Linked DNA regions of Mus musculus: regions 1 and 2 are each linked to region 3. A link is a contact called in public HiChIP or PLAC-seq data. All regions are on one chromosome and are shown on one strand. The core of a region is the stretch at or near the end of the contact, and the rest is flanking DNA. Distances in the headings are between cores, read along the strand shown.

Region 1 (3,014 bases), core at 254-2,753, 690 kb before region 3:
CATTTATTGAATAACAAATCTTTACTGAGTACCTACTTTGGTGCAAACAATTTAGACACTAAGGGCACTGTGCTGAATGAGGAAAAAAATTAGGAGTTTTCATGATAGTAGGACAGATGGTCAGTAAACAAAGAAAGATTTAATATGATGTCAGATAATAATGGTCTCCATGTGAGTAAACGTTAAATGAAGCAGTTGGGTGTGTGTGTGTGTGTGTGTGTGTGTGTGTGTGACTGGGATCCTGAATGACCACAGACGTGATCATTTGAACAAGGACACACCTGTTGGTGACTCCCTAGAAGGAGAACATTCCAGCCACAGGAAACAGAAAGCCGGAAGCCTCAACATGCTTAGCAGGCCCCAGGAAAACCTGCTGCCTAACCACTGTTGTGGGCTGTGCACCTGCTATGGGACATCCACACGTGCTCTTTGACTTGAAGAGACGTTAGGGCAAAGGGACGCAGCAAGTAAAACAACAACTCTGGAACCGGAGAGGTGCTCAGCCGTGAAGAGCATCTGCTGCCCTTGCAGAGGACCCAAGGTCAGCTCCCAGCACCTACATGGTGGTTCACAACTGCCTATAACTCCATTTCCCGGTGATGCCATACCCTTTTCTGACCTCTACAGGCTCCTGCATGCACATACAGAGACGTGGGCACATACACATAAAGTAAACTCATAAATAATTATGGTACAGGATATCTGTTATAAAGTTCGGTGTAACTAGTTAGAGCCGTCTAGTAAAAGGAGCTTCAAAGAGAAGGCTTTTTGGAAGCGTTGACAGTTTAAGAATGGCAACTGAAAACTGGGCCTACCGTCTAATACCCGTAATACCAGGTGCGTCTCGATGCTTGCCTGGGCTACATAATGAATTTGAAGTCAGCCTGGGCTGACTCTCCCCTCCCTCCAAAAACAGTATAAAATTGACCTCCTGAGTGGAGGAACTGGATTGCAGATCTCAAGGCTTGATTTTCTGATAACACAAGACAATTTAAGAACCTGAAGACTTTTGGGAGAGGTGGGAAGCACGGTTGAAAAGGGTGGTAGAGACTGGGTCGTGCGTTATCTTCCGTTGAGATGAAAAGCTGGCATTTTCCTTTGCCTTGTGTGGCACCCTGAAGTCAGAAGCCAGAGGCTCTCTGTGAGTTCAAGGTACAAAGTGAGTTCACATTCCAAGGCCAGCCAATGAGGCCTGATGGGTGGGAGTGGCAATGAGAGTCGGGGTACGTGGAGGGGTGTGTTGGTATTTTTCTTTGTATACGAAGCATCTTGTATTTTTTAAGCGTTGTTCTCTATTTTTTCCCACAGTACCAGCCTTTTCCCCTTTCTCACTGTTGAGTCCTACTTCCAACACCGACTTCCTTCTTCCCTTACCAGGTCTGCAAAGGAGGAGATTCCCACTTTCCCAGCATCACCAGGAGTCCTAACGCTTTACCCCGAGGCCCCGCCCCCAGGCCCGCCCCTCCGATGACGCACGGCGCCCGGTGCGTGGGGATTCCCGCGGTCCAGGCCCCTACCCGGCCTGCCCCGCGGCAAGATGGCTGCCTGAAGGAGAGGCCCCGGCAGAAAGTTTGTTGTGGGATTTTTGAGTAGTCGCGCTGGGTGGCGAGAGTTGAGGGGGTTTGCGGAACTCTAGCATGGAGTAGAGATGGAGGGAGGGAACAGCTCCGAGGTGGAGAACTAGGATGCCAGGATGGAGGAGGGTTGGAGGCGGAAAGAAAAAAAAATGCCGATGGGGGCGGAGGGGAGGGAGCCTGGAATTTGGTGGCAGCCCTAGGGGAGGAGATGGGGCGGGGGTGGGGGGTAGCCAGAAATAGGTGTGGTTCGGCTTCTGGAGGAGCAATCGCTCACGGATTGAAAAAGTTACTTCTCTCAGAGTAAGGAAGCCTGGAGCGCGAGGCAGAGGCCTGACTCCCCCAGGCCGGTGGGAGGGGAGATGGCTCTCGTAGTCGGGAAGGGGTAGGAGTGAGATGTGGAGCGTGCAGGGCGGGTCTCCCAAGGAGGGGACCGAAGCCAGTCGTGTGACCCTCTTCCAGGCTTAGATTAGCCTTACCCATAGCCCCTATAGCAACGTCTGCCCCCATTTCAGCTTGAAGACCCAAGGGCCCCAGGGACTGGAAGAAATCACATTGCCTGCTTGGAAAGAAGAGGTAGCAACTTGCCCCAGCCCAACCCCAGAGCGGGTAAGATGGTTTGCAGAGGCAGGGTTTTGAGCGATAATCTCCCTGGGAGAGGATCCATGGATTTGGTGAATCAGTTAATCCGAGAAGTTTGCTTGCTCTTCTACAGAGGTTTTTGTTTTTTGTTTTTTTGTTTTTTGTTTTGACTGTGATCTTTAGTTGGTGTTTGGTAAGACTGCTGGCTACCTTGTGGGAGCTGGTGTAGAGTTGAGTGTTGCTTGCCTTCAGCTGTATAAACAACTCTGGGCAAGTAGACGGTCCACTAAAAATAGTCTTCCTTTCTTAATTGTTTTGTTTATTGTTTTTTGAGATAGGGTCTCACAGGGTAGCTCTTCCTGGCCTGGAACTCTCTATGCAGAGTGAGCTGAAAGTATTCTGGCGGATTCTTGTCACAAAGCAGCTCCCTGTTTGTGTTACCATGTCTTCTTCCATTTTCCCCCTCAAGTTGTCAAATGTGCCATTCTGCCTGGAAGTAGTAGACCTGCGGTGGGTGGCAGACGATGGGGAGTCACAATCAACTTTCTGATGGGGTTCACCGACGTTTAGGTCATTTCTATGAGCAGCTCCCGAATTCACTCCTGGTGCATGTCTGCTTTGGCATTTTTTTTTCCTTTTTGGTAAGAAGATGTTATTGGTGTTCCTTGGTTGTGGCCTGGGGGAGCTGTGTCCCAGGTGAGGGAAAGTCGGGCTAGGACTCAGATGAGCTTCCATGGGCAGGGGTCAGTGTGACCTGGGGAAAGTTGTGAACACTCTTTATCCCTGACAATCCCCCATAAACATGTCACTTTGCAGCTGTATTGGTGAGCTAGAGGCAGGAAAAATTACAGAACGTGC
Region 2 (3,034 bases), core at 455-2,954, 670 kb before region 3:
AATCTCCTTGGCGAATAGAGGCCACGAGGCTGGCCTTGGCCGTGGCTTGCTAGTGATGACCCAAGGACCCTTCTCAGCTCAGGGCTGAACTCTGGAAAACGTTTAGGTAGAGTTATGCTCAGTCGACGCAGCAACTGGTAGCTGAGGCTCCTGGTGTAAGTGCTCTGATGGCTTCTAACTCACCGTGTTATCCTCTCCCAGCTGGGGACCACCAGGTCCAAATGGACCTTGTTCTTCCCAGGCCTGTCCTATAGTCCAGGGTAGTGATGCTAGGCCCATAGTCTGTCCAGTGCGGTCCCTCACGGGCAAGATCCAGGGAAGTCAGTAGATTGTGGAAATGGAAGCAGAGGTTCAGGTGTCCCAACATGCCCTGATATTTATGGACCTGGGACAGGGAGTGGCACAGATCTGCCTCGAGGTGTGGGGTTGGGGAACCCAGTAGGTTCTCAGTGTTCTCAGTGGATCACCCCTGCTTCTCTAGTCAGGAATGTTTCTCCCCTCGTGACACTGCTAGAAGTAACCTTTCACCCCACCTCCATCCTTAGAGTCTCATCTGCTCTTTGTGTCCTCGCCACACCCACACCATCCCCCAACCCAGACATCTGTTTGATTGCCTCTAGCCTCAGAGAAGAAAAAATGTGCTCATAGTTGCAGCCCTGACTTACCGTCACGGCAGGGCAAGCTATAGGATATGGCACCTCAGTGAGGCATGTCTGCCCACATATAGAATTACCCTGAAAGTGTCTCAGTCCGCCCTGCCTGTCCACTGTTGTCACAAGTGCCCTGGTCCCTAGAAGAGAATGCGAGCCTTGGCAGGAGTTGGGTAGGTAAGTAAAACAGGCTAAGGTGGCAAATCACACCAGGGAGCCTGCCAAGTGAAGGGTTCCTCTGCCTTCTGGAACAGACAAACAAAAAGTGCCATCGAGAGCTGGCCCTGTGGGGAGAAGGCCAGCTCCTGGAAGCTCCCATCAGTTTCTAGAAGCTTTGCCTGGCTCCTCTTTAGTCAACGGCCTTGGTCCTACCTGGTTTCCCAGGCATACACACCCACACATCCACACCTTCAAATGTTAGGCCCTGGTTAACCTACAGTGCTCTGGGACTTTTCTAGGTCCCCTCCCTCAGGCCACAGGAGTCTCTGTGGTTAGATCCCTACTCCAGGTTGAGCACCTACTGGGGCGAGGCCCTCTGGAGGACAGCCCCTGTGGTTGTATGTTGTTTGTTCTCTCACCCCAGGAATGTGGTGTCCTTTCTGGCCCTCCCAGATTCCTGTGCAGGGAGTCAGCCTGACAGCATGCTGCTTGTGCCCTGTGGGGACACGTTCTGCCTCCTGTCAACGGGGCGGAGGCTGGTGGCTCGTGCTTCACTATTACAAGCTCTCCCCCAAATCCAGGCCAGGAACCTTAGAGAGGAGAGTCCTACTCCTGCTTCCCCGCCCTCCTCTGCCCCCACCCTGCTGCCCCAGGCCTGCTGGAATGTGACAGGAGTCATGGCCAGGGCATGTCCCAACAGTAGGAACACATGCTTTAGCCCGCAAGACCGCCTTCAGCCCCCAGCTCTGTAGCTCTGTTTGGGTTGATGGGGGTAGGAAGAGGTTTGTATTTTTTTTTTTTAAATGCTCAGAAAGCCACCTAGGGTTACTGTTTGCACTGATCACTGGCGGCTGCTGCCCCCATGCGGCAGCCCAGCTTATTACAGGTACGCCTCAATCCCGGGAAGCTGAGGGGACTTGGCAGCTCACTTGGCCCAGCCATTGGCAGTGGTGTGTGTAGAGCAGGCTTTGGCAGTGGGGAGCACGTTATCCAAGCGCTTGGAGATGCTGGAGCAGCCTTGGGCCTCAGCTCCCCGGGCTCGGGGTTAAATGTTTTCTCTTTTGAGCGTGTGTCGGTACTTACTTAAGCACAGTGTGCTTGTGGAGGTCATCAGGCTTTGCAGCAAGCATCGTTACCTACTGAGCCTTCTTGCCAGCCCCCCACAGTTACGGTTTATAGACTAGCGGTTCTCGGCCTCAGGGCTGGTGACCTTTGCCTTGCCACCTCCGGTATGCTGGCTGCCCTGTGTGTGGTAGGTTTAGTCGATATTCTGACTTTGACTCACCGGTAGTACCTCCCCATCTGCAGATTGTGAAAATTAAAAATGTCTCTAGACATTTGCCTGTTAACCCTGGGAGAAGCAGGGGGTAAACTCACCCTGGTTGAGAATCACTGCTCTGAACTGCTGAGGTTTGGATTTTGTTTCTCGGGTCTGCCTTCGCTCATTGGCAAGTTTATTGTACACTGTGGTACACAGAAATGGTCTCTGGGCTCATTTAGTCATTGCTAGGGGGTCTGCCGTACCATCGTCATCTTGCTCCTTTGCCAGGCCCTTTGTAGTCTCATTTGTAGTCTGCATTCCCCAGGATTCCCAGCTCTCTGTAGACTCTGAGAAGCCTAGGAGTGAATGGGACACAGACCAGTACCGGCCTATTCCAGAGCAGGGTATGTGCTGAGCGGAGGCAGCGTACGAAGTACATACATAAACACGCAGGCGTTGTTAGGGGAAGCCAGGTACTCGTTAATGCTAGCTGGTTTCCTTTTTGAGTTGATTTCACTTCATAAAGCAGGCTACTCTCAGACTATTGATCTTCCTACCTCTGTCGCTTGCTCCTAAGACCCACTGTGCTGTGGTCTCTTTGCTTACTGTTTTCTGGGAGCCTTCAGGTCCCAGACTGGACAGGCAGGCAGCTGACACCGGGTTTCCACTTTCTCCCCTTCTCTGGTTTCAGGAGCTCTTGGCTAGAGGAAGTAGAGGGGCCGTGGGATGTGGAGAGCCGAAGGCTGATTCCAGGAGAGCAGAACAGAGAGCTGCCAGCGAACAGACGGTATGTCCCGATGAGGCCTGCATTCTATACTTTGTTCTCTTCTGGGAGGCTGGTAGGTGAGCAGCCATATAGGTGCTCTCTTCCAGTGGGAGCCAGCACAGAAAGGAGGTGTGGCCAAAGGGGCTTGGCCTTTGTTGGCAGTGTCCAGAGAGCACTCTCAAGCTTGGAGACCCTTAT
Region 3 (3,311 bases), core at 226-2,725:
GCTGTGCCAGCTATGGTAACAGAGCCAGACTTGGGAAGGGAAAGAGGGGGTGAGGTGTGTGTGTGTGGGGGGGGGCAACGGAAGAAGGGAGGCAAAGGCAGGGAGAGACAGACCAGACAAACAGGGCAGGGATCTGGCGTTGTGGACAGACATGAGGCTACTCTTAAGCCATGGGATAGTGCCCAGAAAAATACCACCCAAGCCTGACTTCCTGCCCTCTGTTTGCTTAGTGCTAGTGGGGAGATGTGTCATCTCTGTGGGAGCAGGAAGGCTGTATACGCCCCCACCAGAGCAGCTTGAGAGAACCCACTGTCCTACAGAGTCAGCTACCTCCTAAGGGCTCAGTCGTCCTCTGGGGAGACTGAGTGCGTCTTTTCCCTACGATGTTAGCACTGGTAATTGTTAATTAGCTCCAATGGTTTCTCTGGAGCACAGGTTCCTTAGGGAGGTGGGGTGAGACAGGCAATCTGGATGGGATGTTCTTGCCTCAGGACCCTCCCCAACTTCTGGGATACATCAGTAGGGAGTGCTACTGTAGGGGGTCCCTCCTCCTTTGTACCCCAGCGGGGGGGGGGGGGGGAAGGAAGGAAGGGGAGGGGTATGAATGGTAAGAGGCTCAGCAAGGCTTCTAGCCCCGAGGGTTATCTTGGGATGGGACATGGGACAGTGAAATGCTGGCTAGGACAAAGATGTGCAGGATGTGAGGCCTTTCTTCCTGGCTCCCCTTTCTCCGGTCTCCAGCTGTGTTTCAGTTTTCTTAGAGGCCTCAGGGCTGTCCTCTTATGCCTTCATAAAGGAGCCTTCAAGGCAACATGGGGATGGGGGGGGGAGAGATGCTGTTTGTGTGGTGTGCGGCGAGTCTGAGGGCAGGAGAGAGAAAACAAAACACCTCCAGCGTCTGGGTTCCAGAACGCTCAAATCTGAGGTATCCCAGAAAGTCTTCTTGAAGGGAAAAGGAGGAGTGGAAAGGAAAAAGGATGTATTAGAAGGGTGTGTGTGTGTGTGTGTGTGTGAGGGGGTTGCTAGCAGTAAAACGGTGGAGTGTGAATAATGGCGTGGGCGGGGTTCGGAGAGGGATAACGGAACACCTGAGGTGGAGCGTGGCTTGTGGGGGCGTCTGGACCTGGGTGAGCAGAGGGCCTGTCTGTGCAAGAGTCCCGCCGTGGAATGTGTAGGAGTTAGGAGCGCAGGGCCAGCGCGGAAATTAGGGGTACGCAGTGGGGGGCCCGTGCCCCCCTCCCAGGCTCGCGTGTCCGGGTGACAGTTGGGAAGGGTCCAAAGACGTGCTCCGCCATCGAAGCCAGCAGCCCTGGCGGCCCTAGGCGTAGGGTCTCTGACTGGGAGCCGGTGAACTGTTGAGGGGGCGGCGAGGAGCCTGGGGGCGGGGCTGTCGCCGGGAGGAGGTGGCTCCCACGGGCCCGGGGCGGACCCAGCAGAGGGCGGGTTTGAAAGCGCTCGGGCGGGCGCGGGAAGCGCTGGCCAAGCGCGCAGATTTCGTCGCCGGAGGTGTCCTTCTCCAGCAGGTGCTCGTAGGGCTTGGGTGGGACATGTTGGGGACTCCGGGGTAGAGAGTGGAGTGTCCGGCTTGCCAGGAGGGAAAAGGAGGCCCGGTCTGCCAGCTCCGAGGCCGCGACAGGGACTTTGGGGTGCGGCCCCCACGCGGCGCGTGCAGAGCAGCGCCAGCACGTGGCGCGCATGGGCCTGGCTCTGGGTAGGGGGACTCTCCTTTTGTGGGGACCAGGGCGGAGCTGGGCCCAAGACAGCCTGGCTTCTGGGCCTGGAAGCGACTGTCGCTGTGTTGACTTCCGCAGAGGATCGGCGTGTGGGTAGTTCAATGCTACAGTCCTGTGTGAACTAGAGGGAGGGGTTGTGTTGCCTTCTGCCCCGAGGCAGGAGGATGGGGAATGCGGGAATACAAATGGACGTGAAGGGAGCTAGCTGGCCATTTACAGACTAAACTCCTGTTCCTGGCCTCCCTTTCCTGGGCGAGTCCTCATTTACTCTACGCGGAGAGTGAACGTGTGACAAGATAAAGGACTGACGCGCACACCCAGGCTTCCTTTGGATGAAGGCTCTCTCCACCCCTGCACCTTATACCCCATTCGGGTCCTCTTGCCAAGCCTGAGCCAACCCCCTCTTCTCCATTAACCCTCCTTCCGTCCTGTTCCTCTTGTCCTGCTTGTGTGACCTTTGCATACAATAATATATGCGTGGTGGAATGGTTGTGAGTTGTCATGACTCTGAAACTAATGTTATGTGAAAGAATGGCCTGAATCTCCCACTTGTTTTAACCCTTTAATTGGAGCACTGTTGCCTTCCTGGAAGCCTACACGAATAGCTGAGGAGCCTTGTTAATTTTGCCTTCCCCACTTGAGAAGGAATCTAGAATGATCGGTACATTGAGTATTGATGCTGTCACCCCCATTCACCAGCTCTGCGGGCTTTCTCAAGTGATGGAGCCTCTTTAAACCTCAATCGCCCTAACTGTTTAGTAGAAACGGGGCAGCTGGAAGAGGGGCATCCTCAGATTTCAAGAGAAGATTCCGATGTAGCAGAAACTAGGCTGAGAAACTGAGCTATGTGAGAGGACCCTTAGGACGCAGGAAGGCCTCAGATGGGCGATAGCTTTCAGGGCCTCTCCATCTCGGCAGGTCAAGGCATGGCTGAAATGATACCAGAGGCCCTGAACTGCTATCAGATCTCTACTGGGACAAAAGTAAAGAAAGCCCCTAAGCAGCAAATGGAATGTTTGGATGTGGGTGGAACCCGAGAGGTGGGAATTTCTGCAAGGGGAGAAGTGATGTGTGTGTGTGTGTGTGTGTGTGTGTGTGTGTGTGTGTGTGTGTATATGTATGTGTATACTTGTCCAAGCCTAAGCCAGTTTTATGATGGAAGAGTTAGCCTCCCTCTGGCTTGTGGCTGTATTCACTTTTGCTGGTGCATGGGAGAGGTGTGGGGTGCTCGGTGGAGAATTAGCTATGTTTTGATGGGGTCCCTTCCCTACTATCTAATAGAAACCTGAGTCCTCAGGCTCCCCGCAGCCGCAGCAGAACCCTCTTGTCCTAGATAAATAGCAGTGCTACTGTTTGCTGCTGCTCTGTCCCCAGTGCCTAGGAGGATGCCTGGCGGACCCACAGAGACCCTCAGCAAATAGTCCTTAACCAACAGCAGGAGCCTTCTGCCTCCTTCTGGAGGTGTGTGGCTTTGCTGTCCAGTACTGAGGGATTTGGCCCGTCTGGGTTTCACCCACAGCAGAATAGAAAAGCGGCTATAGGGCCTCAGGGTGACCAGCTGTGACGCCTGTCTGGGTG

The links. HiChIP or PLAC-seq counts read pairs in DNA pulled down with a chosen protein or histone mark.
Region 1: a contact with region 3 is called in a FOXA1 HiChIP or PLAC-seq map of pancreatic cancer cells. The contact joins the promoter of Tjap1 here to the promoter of Slc29a1 in region 3. A contact is called at or near these places in 7 of 39 promoter capture datasets (the HPC-7 cell line, embryonic stem cells, hematopoietic stem and progenitor cells and 4 more), 3 of 115 datasets of contacts at active chromatin or transcription factors (astrocytes, large pre-B cells and pancreatic cancer cells) and 1 of 9 other capture datasets (adipose tissue).
Region 2: a FOXA1 HiChIP or PLAC-seq map of pancreatic cancer cells shows a contact between it and region 3. The contact joins the enhancer-like site here to the promoter of Slc29a1 in region 3. A contact is called at or near these places in 7 of 39 promoter capture datasets (the HPC-7 cell line, hematopoietic stem and progenitor cells, hippocampal neurons and 3 more), 1 of 15 datasets of contacts at CTCF or cohesin (large pre-B cells), 4 of 115 datasets of contacts at active chromatin or transcription factors (astrocytes, bone marrow-derived macrophages, memory CD8 T cells and 1 more) and 1 of 9 other capture datasets (adipose tissue).

What each region holds. Positions count from the first base shown.
Region 1 is chr17:46,281,515-46,284,528 of GRCm38.p6, reverse strand. Tjap1 (tight junction associated protein 1) reads left to right here and starts at 1,503. Exons shown (of 10, transcript NM_001252474.1): 1 at 1,503-1,569; 2 at 2,090-2,183.
Region 2 is chr17:46,264,706-46,267,739 of GRCm38.p6, reverse strand. Tjap1 (tight junction associated protein 1) reads left to right here. Exons shown (of 10, transcript NM_001252474.1): 3 at 2,762-2,857. Among named protein-coding and RNA genes, the nearest start is that of Lrrc73, 12 kb to the right of the region's middle. Within about 2 kb of position 1,704, at least 119 of the 459 cell types and tissues checked have an H3K27ac peak or open chromatin away from gene starts, as enhancers often do. A contact at or near this core is called in astrocytes, bone marrow-derived macrophages, liver and 1 more, where this site is marked.
Region 3 is chr17:45,593,694-45,597,004 of GRCm38.p6, reverse strand. Slc29a1 (solute carrier family 29 (nucleoside transporters), member 1) reads left to right here and starts at 1,475. Exons shown (of 14, transcript NM_001357771.2): 1 at 1,475-1,523.